4 separate regions of the Mus musculus genome follow, and all the other regions are linked to region 1. A link is a contact called in public ChIA-PET and promoter capture Hi-C data. All regions are on one chromosome and are shown on one strand. The core of a region is the stretch at or near the end of the contact, and the rest is flanking DNA. Distances in the headings are between cores, read along the strand shown.

Region 1 (2,708 bases), core at 139-2,638:
GGAGATCCCCAAAACCATAGACCTTGTAAGGCTCTGCAGACCATGTGAGATCGGTGATCCCTCAATTACAGGGCTCTGGGAGCAATTTAGTGATTCACAAACAGCTCATTACACAAAGTACATAAAACATAATGGAAAATACTTTCCAAGTTTCAAATGGAACCATGAGTTTGCAGGACTGGAGTAATATTAGTAAAATACATATGTTGGCATGCACTTAATCTCATCGAATAATGCATTTTTTCCCTTCCTATCAAGGTCAAGTTGCAGAGCACTGCACTAGATGATCCCAGACAGCTCTACAGACCCTCAGGAATGATTCTAACTCCTCAGCATGGGGACAACACAGGTTCTTTTTTGTTTGAAACCATTTTCTTTTTAATTACTTTCTGAAAGGCAAGTACATTTGAGCTGGATAAAATTCCCAGCGTTTTCTGTTATTATTCTCTACACATTTATCTACTCTTCAAAAGCACTTGAATTTCCTCCAAGACATAGACTGTATTCTTGCAATCATTGGACGATTCTAGTTCCTTCAAACTACCCCACCCTACCCCACCCACCCCTATCTCCGAGTCACCCCCACATAAAACACTTCCCAGACCTTAGCGACTCATTTATGCCTCTGGGCACATCACAAAGCTTGCTTCCCTCTCCCTAGGTGGGAGTACATCTCTTTCTTCCAGGTGGACCTTAACACTTCCTAGTCCTTGAAGAGAGCTTCCAGGCCTCATAAATGGTCCCAGATCCATGTAGATGAGCCGAATGCAGAGGCCAGCATGAGGAGAGACTTCCCAGCCCTAACAAATACACCCCAGTGAACTAGGTGACTCTGCAGACCCCCTTAACTCCTGGGGGAGTGAAGATCTCAAGATGGCCCCAAAAGCCTCTCAACAGACCCTAGCCTACGGTCGCACATAAAAACCATCTACGGCGCCTGCAGACGTGTCCAGGCTCAGCAATGGGAAGGAGGGCCGGCCTAGTCGCGGTCCAGGCCATACGAAAGCCCTCTGGCACCCACGGGCGCGTCCGGGGCCCTAAGAAGGCCCCCTACTCAGAGACTGCCTTGGCCGCTGCAGCCGGGTCCGAAGGTGCCACGCTACGCTCTCCAGGCCCCGTGGCATACGGGCGACACTCGGAGACGACTAGCGACCCGACTCCGCCCCGCCCACCCCGATAGGCCCGAGCCCCGCGGCCCGGACCGCCGCCGCCATCTTACCCCGCCGCTCGGGCTGCGGCTCCGGTCCCGGCGCGGGGCGGGGCGGAATGGGGCGGGGCTCGCGATTTGAGCTGGGGAAGGGCGGAACCAAATTGCCGCGGCGCTTGCCGGGATTTCAAGTACCCAGCTGGGTTTCCGAAAGGCCGGCAGCACCGGAGGCGACTCCGTTTCCCAGAAATCAATGCGTCACATGGAGGTGGAGTGCGCGCGCTGGATGCCGGGAGATGTAGTCCGTGTGAAGACTCCGTCACGCGGGGGACAGTGTACGGGGTGAGAGGTGAAGTGGGCGGGGCTGCTGGAGCGCGCGGTACGACCCCCCTCAGTGTCCTGCGTGCGCGGGGAAAAAGGCGGCGGATCAGGAAGTGATGTAAAAAAGGCGCTCCGTTGTTGAGATCCATGGGAATTGTAGTTCAATTAAGATGGACGCTACCCCGCCCATGGTCGTCCTTTCTGAATATGAAACCCTTCTAATTTTTTTCTCCTATAAATCCTAAGAAGATTTTTTTGAGACGCTGTCTTATGTATCTCAGACGGGCTTGGAACTTGCTGCTGTCTTTCTGCTTCTGTTTCCCCAGTGCTGGGACTCGTCAGTTATCATGCCCAGCTTCTAAAATTATTTATTGGGGGGGGGGAACTAGAGATTGAATTTAAATGCTCATACATGGTAGACAAACGTTCTATGTTATCACTAAACTATATCTATAGTCCTCTTTTCGTTTGTTTGTTTTGAGATAAGTTCATTCTAAGATGTCCAGAATAGGCTTTAACTTAAAATAATCTCCATTAAATTCAGAACTCAGGAGTCAAACCAGAGCTCCTTTACTCAGGACAGGAAAATCCAAACTCTGAGTCTTCTGGTTCAGAGCAGATGAGTGAAGACTCATTTCCCTCTTCCTTGGGACTCTGGAATTTCAATCCTCTTCCCTTTCAGGACGTCAATACCATATCTTACATAAATGTAAGTGCTAAATTCTTCCACAACCCTCCCGGAGCACTCATGCCCTCGAACTCAGAATTCTGGGTCCCCAGACTCTCCATCCTTTGGCCCCATGAGTCCAGACTCCCAGCTTTCCCAGTAGTAGTAAGGAGCCCCTCCCGACCCCCTGGACCGGAGTCGGACCGGAGAAATCTAAGTCTCTAACTCAATACTCTCGTAGGAACCAGTGTCTGAGCTATCAACCGCATCCTTCCAAAGCCCAGAAATCCTGGCTGTCGGCCCTTCTAGACCCGGACTTCCCGACTAGGATGAACTGGCTCATGGATTAGGAATGTGGTGATCTCACAGCCCGTCCTGCCCAGTTACCCTGCTGTCCCCCTCCAGGGCCCCAGCTCCCCTCCCAGTCTATCTTCCGTTTGGCTGGGACAGCGGGAACCGGAAGCCTAAGTCCATAGACAGGCCGAGACGCCAGCCTCTAGAACGAAGCTGGGGCAGAGAACTTGGCGACAATCCCAGGGAGGAGGCGGAGATTAATTTTGAGACCTGTGCTGT
Region 2 (2,708 bases), core at 64-2,563, 910 kb after region 1:
TGATGGCCAAATGCATGGGCTAGGCCAGGGGAAAGTACACACGCAGAAGTAAGAGTAGGGAAGGGGAGGAGTGGGGAGGAGGAGGCACAGAGGTAGGGAGGAAGGGAAGCAGAGGCAGGTAGGTGGGGTCTTAGAGATGGGCTATATCTGGGGTTCCCAGTGAGCTGGAAACTTACCTTGTCCAAAGTGGCCACAAAAAGCAAGACAAGAATGAGGATGTGGAGGGCAGAGACCACCAACAGGAGGAGTGACATGGCTGCCAGATGTCTGGCTCAGGGCAGGAGAGGCAAGCCTGCAAAGGGTGGGAGCACTCAATCCTAGGGGAGGAGGGCTGGAGAATGGCTTTCTAAATCAGAGAGGAGGGCCAGGGAGGTAGGGAAGTCTCTGGTGTGAGGGAGAAGGGGAGTAGGCCGAGCAGTTCCTCCCTGGGGAGAAGGGCAAGCCAGGGGACTCCTGCTCTTGGAGGCGGGCAGAGACTGTCCTAGATGGACTTTTGGGAGACAGAGGAACGGGCAGGACTAACAGTGAGCTGGTGCATCTTCAACACTCTGTCCCTGGGCCGTGTGGGTCTCCATATGAACCATCAGGAGCAGGAATTGCCCCCGGGACAGGCATCCTTGACTCACTGACTCTCTTCTTTCTCCTGGAGTGAGTCACGAGTGACTCATCCCCCCTCCCTCCAACACCAGGGAAATGCCAGCCTCTGGCTGAGTCTCTGGTCCTCACCCGACCTGACTGCAGACCCCGGCTCTAGACACTCAGGGAGGTGGATTTGCAGCAGGGAGGGTGTGGTCTGAGTGGAGAGACCACCTCCTACCACCCTTCAGTGTCCAGAGAACTCAGCCAGCCCTGGGAGCCCTCCTGCACCCCTTCATCTAAGAAGGGAGTGGAAGACCCCAGGGAGAAGCCACAGGACATTCTTCATGGTGGGCTCTGTTGGGACAAGTCTCATAGACAGCTCTAAGCTCTCCTGTATTCCCACTACAAAGGCTGAGAGATCAGTTCTTCAATTACCAGTCTCCTCTGGAGCTAAGAGTGGAGGGTCTCTTCCTGCCTAAGGTGCCCCGCCCATGGTGCCATGCCGCCCAGTAAATAAAGCCCCATCTGAATAACGGATTGAAAAACTTACCGAGAGTTGCTGAAGAAGTCAGAGTTGGAGTCTGTCCTCGTTGGGCCTCTTGCCCCGCCCTTCTGCTCCCTCCTTCCACTCTGAGGCCCCCGCCTCCCTCACCGCCTTCCTCCCACCCTTTAATACCCACCCTTCTCCGTCTGCCTTCTCCCTCCCTCCCTTTCTCTCTCTCCTCTGGTGGTTTTCTGCTTCTCTCGACTCTCAATATATACCAACCCTTTTATATCCACTTTAGCCTCGCCCAGCTGAGGTCTCCAGTCAGGGGAGGGCACGAAATCTTGGTTCCTTATTCTCTGCCCACCCAGTCACACAGAAGGCATGTTCTGGGACCTCCTTTCAGGGCTCAGATGAGAAGTCCTTGAGGCCCTGGGGTGGAGCATGTTACCTTCTTGGACTGGATGCCTGCTCTCTTTGATGAAGTTTGGGGCAGAGTAGATGACACAAGAATCTGTAGAAGGCCAGATCCTGTGACACAGATCAAACTTTGGGCTGGCTCATGGCAGGACAAAAAGTATGAAATTACGGGAAGGAGCAGGATATAGCTTTAAAGAATGCCAATGTTGCCATTCCATGGTTGTGTGGCCTGGGATAGATTATTTCACTTACTTGGGCCTCAGTTTGCTAATCTATATAGTGGGTATAATACACAGTCAATAAAGAAAATAGACGGATGGCAATAATGACTAGGTGGGCAGATGCTAATTTAAAAAGGATAATCCTGGAAAGCTTCTTGGAGGAGGTGCTATTTGACCTGAGTCATTTGGATACTAGGGAGAAAATGTCCCAAGCTTTGAGAAGAAACGCTGGCCGTTTGGAGAGCAGACAGAATGGCCAGTGTGTCTGGAGCACAGAGAGCGTAGGGTGTGGTGAGCGGGACAGCAGAGGATTCACTTGGAAGTCATGGAGGAATCAGGATTTTACTGTAAGTGCTGTGGGAGGCCATTAGAATTCTCACAGCACTCTAGTCCCAGGGTTATAGTGTGAACTATCATTTATTCTCAGAGTTAGGGGCTGTGGGTGATGAACTAGGACTGATGAAGTTAGGGCTGGGGATCTGGATGATGGTGCTAGAGCTGGGTGTGATGACCTAAGCCTGCAGGGGTGAGTGACCAGCTGGCTTGGGGATTGCGAGACTGGGAGCTGGGTACCACACAGCACAGCCTCTGCAGCATCCATTGGCAGTGTGACCATAGGCGTTACTGATGACGTCTCCACTATTTTCCTTCATCTGTAAAAGAGGGATAGCATCGCGGCTAGCTTAGATCTAGAGCAGTGCCTGGTAATACTGTACAACTTAGAGCGGGCTTTGGAGCCCCGAGTGGAGTCGAGGGAACTCTGGCTCTAGTAATTGGAGAAAGGGCAAAGACTTGAGGCCAGTGCGTCCGGAAGCTAAAGTTTGGAATCTTAAATGAGGATGGATGGAGGAGGGGGACAGAAACAAGGGGAAGTCTAACTCTGACCCTGGAGAGAGTAGAGAGTGGGTCACTGAGGACAAAATTGGGGGGCTGGGATGGAAGCTTGTACTTCTCCATGATTGCAGGGACAGGAGGCTGCATCCCAGGCCTGGGAGGAGTGTGGA
Region 3 (2,708 bases), core at 129-2,628, 780 kb after region 1:
CTTTGCTCTCAGGAGGCAGAGTCGAGACAATCTATAATTAATGTAATCTGAATAGTTCAGGGCAGCTAGAGCTACATACCGAAACTCTGTCTCAAACAGACAAATAATCAACTTACCAAAGTCATCTGGACCTGAAATCCCCATATTTAAAAAAAAAAAAAGAGGTTTATTGCCTGAGCCTTGCTATGTAAACCTGGGGTGAGACTGTTTGAGGCCAGGTTGTGAGATAGTTGAAAACAGGGTCAGGTGCAGTGTTCAGAGTCATGAGACCAAAGGATTCCAAAATGGGATGGGACTTTTTTTTTTTTTTTTTTTTTGAGACAGGGTTTCTCTGTATAGCCCTGGCTATCCTGGAACTCACTTTGTAGACCAGGCTGGCCTCGAACTCAGAAATCCGCCTGCCTCTGCCTCCCAAATGCTGGGATTAAAGGCGTGCGCTACCACTGCCTGGCCCAAATGGGACTTTTCAATTTTGTTTGTTTGTTTGAGACAGGATTTCTTTGTATAGCTCTGGCTGTCCTGGAACTTTGTAGAGAAGGGTGGCCTAGAACTCGGAGACCCATGTGCATCTTGGTTTCTCTGTATAACCCTAACTGTCCTGGAACTCACTTTGTACACCAGGCTGGTCTCAAACTTAAGAGACCCACCTGACCCTGTCTCCTGAGCGCTGGAATTAAGGGGGTCCCCACCTTGCCAGACTCAAGGTGGGACTTTGAGAGTTTGAGTGGGACTGGGATAATTGTCCCTTGGTGCGTGGCTGGAGTTAGAGGTTGGGAGGCTACAGGACCAGGCTGTTAGCTCCAAGACATAGGTTTGGATCTCTGCCGCCAAGATCTTGGAGGTGGTGCTGCGGGGTTTAGAACAGCGTCTTGCTCGCTGAATTTAGGAATTCCTGAGCTGGGTGGGGCTTTATAGTTAGGTAAGGAACAAAGACCAGGGTGAGATTAGAGCTTGTAGGAACTTTTGAAGGCAGATGAAAGTTCCATTAACTTCTCCATACAATACATCAGCAATTACAAAATGGGGTACTGAAAGCCCCAGCAATATCGTTGGGTTTTATTTAATTATTGAGATGCCGTGGTTGGGTGTGACAATACGTTTCCTATTCTTTTTCTCTTGTTTTCACAGGAGACTCCAACCAACGAGTTGAGCGTCCAGGGCACCCCCGAGGGGGACACGGAGCCATCAACTCCCCCAGCGCCCCCGACGCCTCCCCACCCCACCACCCCAGGAGATGGGTTTCCCAACAGCGACAGCGGCTTTGGTGAGGGGCGGAACCCAAGATTTGGGCTGCGGGAGGGCGGGGCTTGGGAGTGGAGGGAGTGGCCTTATTATGCAATGGGCGTGTCATGTGGGAAGGGCAGGGCTAAGGGTGACCTGGAAGAGAAGGATTGAATCTAGGAACCCATCCACTCTTTGTAGGCTGGAGCTGTACCGAGGGGCCTGGGCGGAGCTCAGGAAGGCAAGGGCTGGTTGAGGCGGGTGGGGGCGGAAAGGTATCTGAAGTGGGAGGAGGGATGGAGCCTTGCTGGAGGGTAGGGCTAAAGGCGGCCTTGTGCTGGTCTGCTAAGCTGGTGTATAAGTCTAGTTCACTTTCTCCCTAGGCGGCAGTTTCGAGTGGGCGGAGGATTTCCCCCTCCTCCCCCCGCCAGGCCCCCCCCTGTGCTTCTCCCGCTTCTCCGTCTCACCTGCACTGGAGACCCCGGGGCCTCCCGCCCGGGCTCCCGACGCCCGGCCCGCAGGTACAGTGCTTCCAGCAGGACCCTATCCCACCCCTCCCCAACCTGCCCTCCCTTACCTCGCTTCTCTCTCTCTCTTCCATTCACCCACTCAGTCACATTGACATCTCTCAGCTAAGACCAGTTGGTTCCCATTCACAGCCTTGGACAGTTACACCGGTCTCTGACCCTCAGTTGCTTCTTCAAGGATCCTTAAGTACACACTCCCTTGTCCATCTTTCCCATTTCTGAGCTCGGATACCTTGGTGGATCTCCATATCCTCTCCAAGGGCACTTAAAGCCAGGGGATATGGCAGACACCCAGAGAACAGGAATCACAGCAGCGAGCTCACAGTGACCTGACACATTGCTACTCGCTCAATTTCACTGCGATCCTTGCAGTGGATTTTAGTCCCACGGTTTTTACGGAAAGAACTGAGGCACTTAGAAAGGAGCATAGAGCCATAATTCCGGCCCGGCTGCTGGCCCTGGGTGCTGCCCTCTCGTGGTACGCGTCTATTGGGTCCTTGTGCAGATGGAAAATCAGTTCTCTCCTGCCCCCTGCTGGCCACCATGCTGAACGCCCAGGATGTGGGGAAGGAGCTGTTAGTTCCCCAGATCCTCTGAGTTTCAGGATTAACCCTGCCTTTTTTCAGTTGTGTGACGTTGGCCAGTCAGTGTCCCTTTCTGCCTTAGCATCCTCATCTGTAGAATGGGAATGAGAATGGATCCTGATCCTGAGTGTTATGAGGGTATAAGTGGCATAATCCCCCCTACACACACACACACACACACACACACACACACACACAGAGTCACACACACACACACACGCACACACTCACACACACGCACACACACTCACACTCACACACACGCACACACACACTCACGCACACGCAGTCATACACTCACACACTCGCACACACACAGTCACACACACACACACCACACACACACGCACATACACACACTCACACACACACACGC
Region 4 (2,708 bases), core at 65-2,564, 560 kb after region 1:
AGTCCCTGCCTCAAGACAGGATGGGCTGGAGCTACGGTCACATACATTTAACTAGGGAGGCAGAGACAGAAGGCTCTCTGAGATCAAGGCCGTTGGCTTTGTCTACACAGTGAGTTGCAGTATAGCCAGGGCTACATAGTAAGACCCTGTCTCAGAACAAACAAACAAACAAACAAAAAAAAAACGGGTGGAAGTCACCCGAGGAATGACATCTGAGTTTGACCTCCACAGACACGCACAGATGCACATACATGCCGTCACGTGGTGTGTGCACATGTCAACACACGTAGAGAGATCTTATCTGAGCCAGGTGTGGTGGCACACGTGCCTGTCACTCTCTCTGGTGCAGGCTCTGAGGCAGGAAGATCCTAACTTCACGCACTGGGCTATAGAGTGTGTTTGAGGTCAGTGGGCAACTTAGACCCTGTCTTAAGCCCTCTCCCCTCCAAAAAAGGAAGGAAGGAAGGAAGGAAGGAAGGAAGGAAGGAAGGAAGGAAGGAAACAAACCCATGTCCTGGCCCAGACTTATCCATACGACATTTGAGACTCACCCATTGATCAGTGACCTCTGCAAGCCTCTCCATCTCACTGGCCTCTAGCAGCGGGAACAGGCTGTTATCCTGTCTTCCTCAAACTAAGGACTCAGCTGCCTCTCCATGGTCTGCAGAGAAAAGCATGACACCAAAATACCAGGACACGTCCCCCCTCCCCCCCTGTGCACAACCAGCCCTGAATTCCATGCTCACCTTGGGGAAGGTCAGCAGGGATGTGTGCCTTGAGCATTTTCAATGGCTGGCACGAGACTGCCCTTCAGCCGCTGACTGTGTAGAGCACAGTAGTCACTGCCCAGGTTGAGGGTATTCCAGCTGTGGCTGGGTCGGTTGTAGCAGCGGCAGCAACCAGCTGACTGATACTCCTAAAGAGTAATAAGCCTTAGGGCTCCTGTCTGAGGGAAGCGTGTTGGAGTGTTGTAGTTGTGGTTCTGAGGGAAGAAGGTTAAGGAGGACCTCTGGGTCTGAGGGAGGAAGGTTAGGGAGGACCTCTGGGTCGGAGGGAGGAGGTCTGGAGCTCTGGGTTTGATAGAGAAGTTCATGGGCCATTACTCCTGAGTCTGAGGGAGGAGGGTCAAGGAGCCCGGTTCCCAGGGTCTGAGGGAGGAGATCTGAGGTCTGGGCTGATGAATTCTAGGAGAAACAGGACCTATTCTTTTCTAACTCTTGTCAGTTTTTGTGCCCCCTCACCCCAAGCCAGGAGTGTTCCCTTACCTGCTCGCTGTCCCTGGTCGTTGTCCCGTCTAAGCTGTCTACAAGCTGCGGCCAAAGTTCTCTAGTAGGGAGGCACGCCTCTGTCGACTTTGCCCTGCATGGTGGATGGTGGAGGGGCTGGAGCTGACTTTAGTTTTCTAGGGATAGGCATCCCGGTGGGGACTTGGGCAGAGCACAGGCTGTCTAGAATGCACTGAGACTGTGACAGAGCCAACCTCAGGGGCCTCCCAAGCCAGACAGGTGCCAGGACCTCTGCTCTTTCTGGCTCTTGCCCTGGTCACATTTATTTCTCTCTCCACCCTAGGTCTGGGCCCGAAAGCTTCTGCCTGTTCCCTGGCTTCTATGTGGGTCCAAAAGATGTGTGTCCTCCATATTCAAGGTAAAAGGAGAACCCTGGGTCTAAGGGAAAAGCCCGGTGTGTGCCCCCGTGTTTGAGGGAGGACAGGATCTATCTGCATGTAGGCATCTCTCAGAGGTCGTCTAGCTGTCTGCTCCTGGGTGCTGTGAAGAGCTAACACTGTATTTCTTGGGTACCTGCTTCTTTTTTTGGGCCCCATGGAAGCTGTAGTCTCTCAGGTTGGCGACGTCAGGCCCCTGAGGTGCTGTTTTTTTGTTTTGTTTTGTTTTGTTTTGTTTTGTTTCTTGTTGTTTTGTTTTATTTCTTTCTCTCAGGCTGCAGACCTCCAGATTCAGATGACCAAAGAACCACAGAAGAAGCCAGCCCCTAGCCAGGCACTGCTGTTTGGGAAGACCTTCACAGACCACATGCTGATGGTGGAGTGGAATAACAAGGCTGGATGGGGCCCACCAAGGATCCAGCCCTTCCAGAACCTCACGCTACACCCAGCCTGCTCTGGTCTGCACTACTCTCTGCAGGTAGGACTAGCTGCTTCCGTCCCCACCCTGCTGCGTGAGTCCACTCTGCTTTTTCCTGACTGGGTTCAGCCGTCTGGGTGCTTCGCACATTTCTTCCTCTGTCATCTCTTCCTGAGATCACCTGTGTTCTGGGACACAGAGGAGGTGACAGTCAGTTCCTGCTTTGTTGGGACTCTGCTCTGAAAGAGAGTGGGGTTCTCCCAGCAAAGATTAGAAACATAGAGGGGGCATCTTACACCGATAGGAGAGCTAGTTCAGCAGACCTGTGGGGTCTCAGTGTGGCAGAGGATGGCTTAGGATGACAACAGGGCCACAGAGGAGATGAGAAGTCTGAACAGGAACAGGCCAGCCTGGATACAGTCAGAGCTCTCTCAGGCCCCGTGGGAGGTGATGCAATTACAACACTCAGGAGGTTGAGGCAGGAGGACTGCACAGTTTTGAGTCTAGCCAGGACTCCAGAGTGAGACCTTTAGCTGGAGTCTTAGGGCCTAGCAATGATTTTCCTGTGACAATCCTTAGGGAGTCTTGTCGTCTTCATTGCTGCAGCATGACATGACATTCCTTCTG

The links. Promoter capture Hi-C pulls out the DNA fragments that hold promoters and counts their contacts. ChIA-PET counts read pairs in DNA pulled down with a chosen protein or histone mark. Capture Hi-C pulls out chosen DNA fragments and counts their contacts.
Region 2: a promoter capture Hi-C map of neutrophils shows a contact between it and region 1, with 2.7 times the contacts expected there. The contact joins the promoter of Emp3 here to the promoter of Scaf1 in region 1. A contact is called at or near these places in 5 of 39 promoter capture datasets (erythroid cells, liver, neutrophils and 1 more), 2 of 484 Hi-C or Micro-C datasets (CD8 T cells and uterus), 1 of 115 datasets of contacts at active chromatin or transcription factors (memory CD8 T cells) and 2 of 9 other capture datasets (adipose tissue and liver).
Region 3: an RNA polymerase II ChIA-PET map of memory CD8 T cells shows a contact between it and region 1, with 19 read pairs. The contact joins the enhancer-like site here to the promoter of Scaf1 in region 1. A contact is called at or near these places in 5 of 39 promoter capture datasets (cranial neural crest, liver, maxillary cranial neural crest and 1 more), 3 of 115 datasets of contacts at active chromatin or transcription factors (bone marrow-derived macrophages, embryonic forebrain and memory CD8 T cells) and 3 of 9 other capture datasets (adipose tissue, liver and pancreatic islet).
Region 4: a promoter capture Hi-C map of adipose tissue shows a contact between it and region 1, with 3 times the contacts expected there. The contact joins the promoter of 0610005C13Rik here to the promoter of Scaf1 in region 1. A contact is called at or near these places in 11 of 39 promoter capture datasets (the C10 cell line, the HPC-7 cell line, cranial neural crest and 7 more), 2 of 484 Hi-C or Micro-C datasets (B cells and natural killer cells), 3 of 115 datasets of contacts at active chromatin or transcription factors (astrocytes, bone marrow-derived dendritic cells and embryonic forebrain) and 4 of 9 other capture datasets (adipose tissue, liver, macrophages and 1 more).

Annotation. Positions count from the first base shown.
Region 1 is chr7:45,014,861-45,017,568 of GRCm38.p6, forward strand. It overlaps Scaf1 (SR-related CTD-associated factor 1), which reads right to left and starts at 1,389. Exons shown (of 11, transcript NM_001008422.1): 1 at 1,220-1,389.
Region 2 is chr7:45,920,113-45,922,820 of GRCm38.p6, forward strand. It overlaps Emp3 (epithelial membrane protein 3), which reads right to left and starts at 1,314. Exons shown (of 5, transcript NM_010129.2): 1 at 1,130-1,314; 2 at 177-292. The coding sequence starts at 254.
Region 3 is chr7:45,799,308-45,802,015 of GRCm38.p6, forward strand. Lmtk3 (lemur tyrosine kinase 3) reads left to right here. Exons shown (of 15, transcript NM_001290990.2): 13 at 1,129-1,264; 14 at 1,605-1,742. Among named protein-coding and RNA genes, the nearest start is that of Cyth2, 14 kb to the right of the region's middle. Within about 2 kb of position 1,379, at least 142 of the 459 cell types and tissues checked have an H3K27ac peak or open chromatin away from gene starts, as enhancers often do. A contact at or near this core is called in adipose tissue, bone marrow-derived macrophages and memory CD8 T cells, where this site is marked.
Region 4 is chr7:45,573,862-45,576,569 of GRCm38.p6, forward strand. It overlaps 0610005C13Rik (RIKEN cDNA 0610005C13 gene), which reads right to left and starts at 1,315. Exons shown (of 5, transcript NR_038166.1): 1 at 1,266-1,315; 2 at 747-916; 3 at 552-661. It overlaps Bcat2 (branched chain aminotransferase 2, mitochondrial), which reads left to right. Exons shown (of 11, transcript NM_009737.3): 2 at 1,570-1,644; 3 at 1,938-2,141.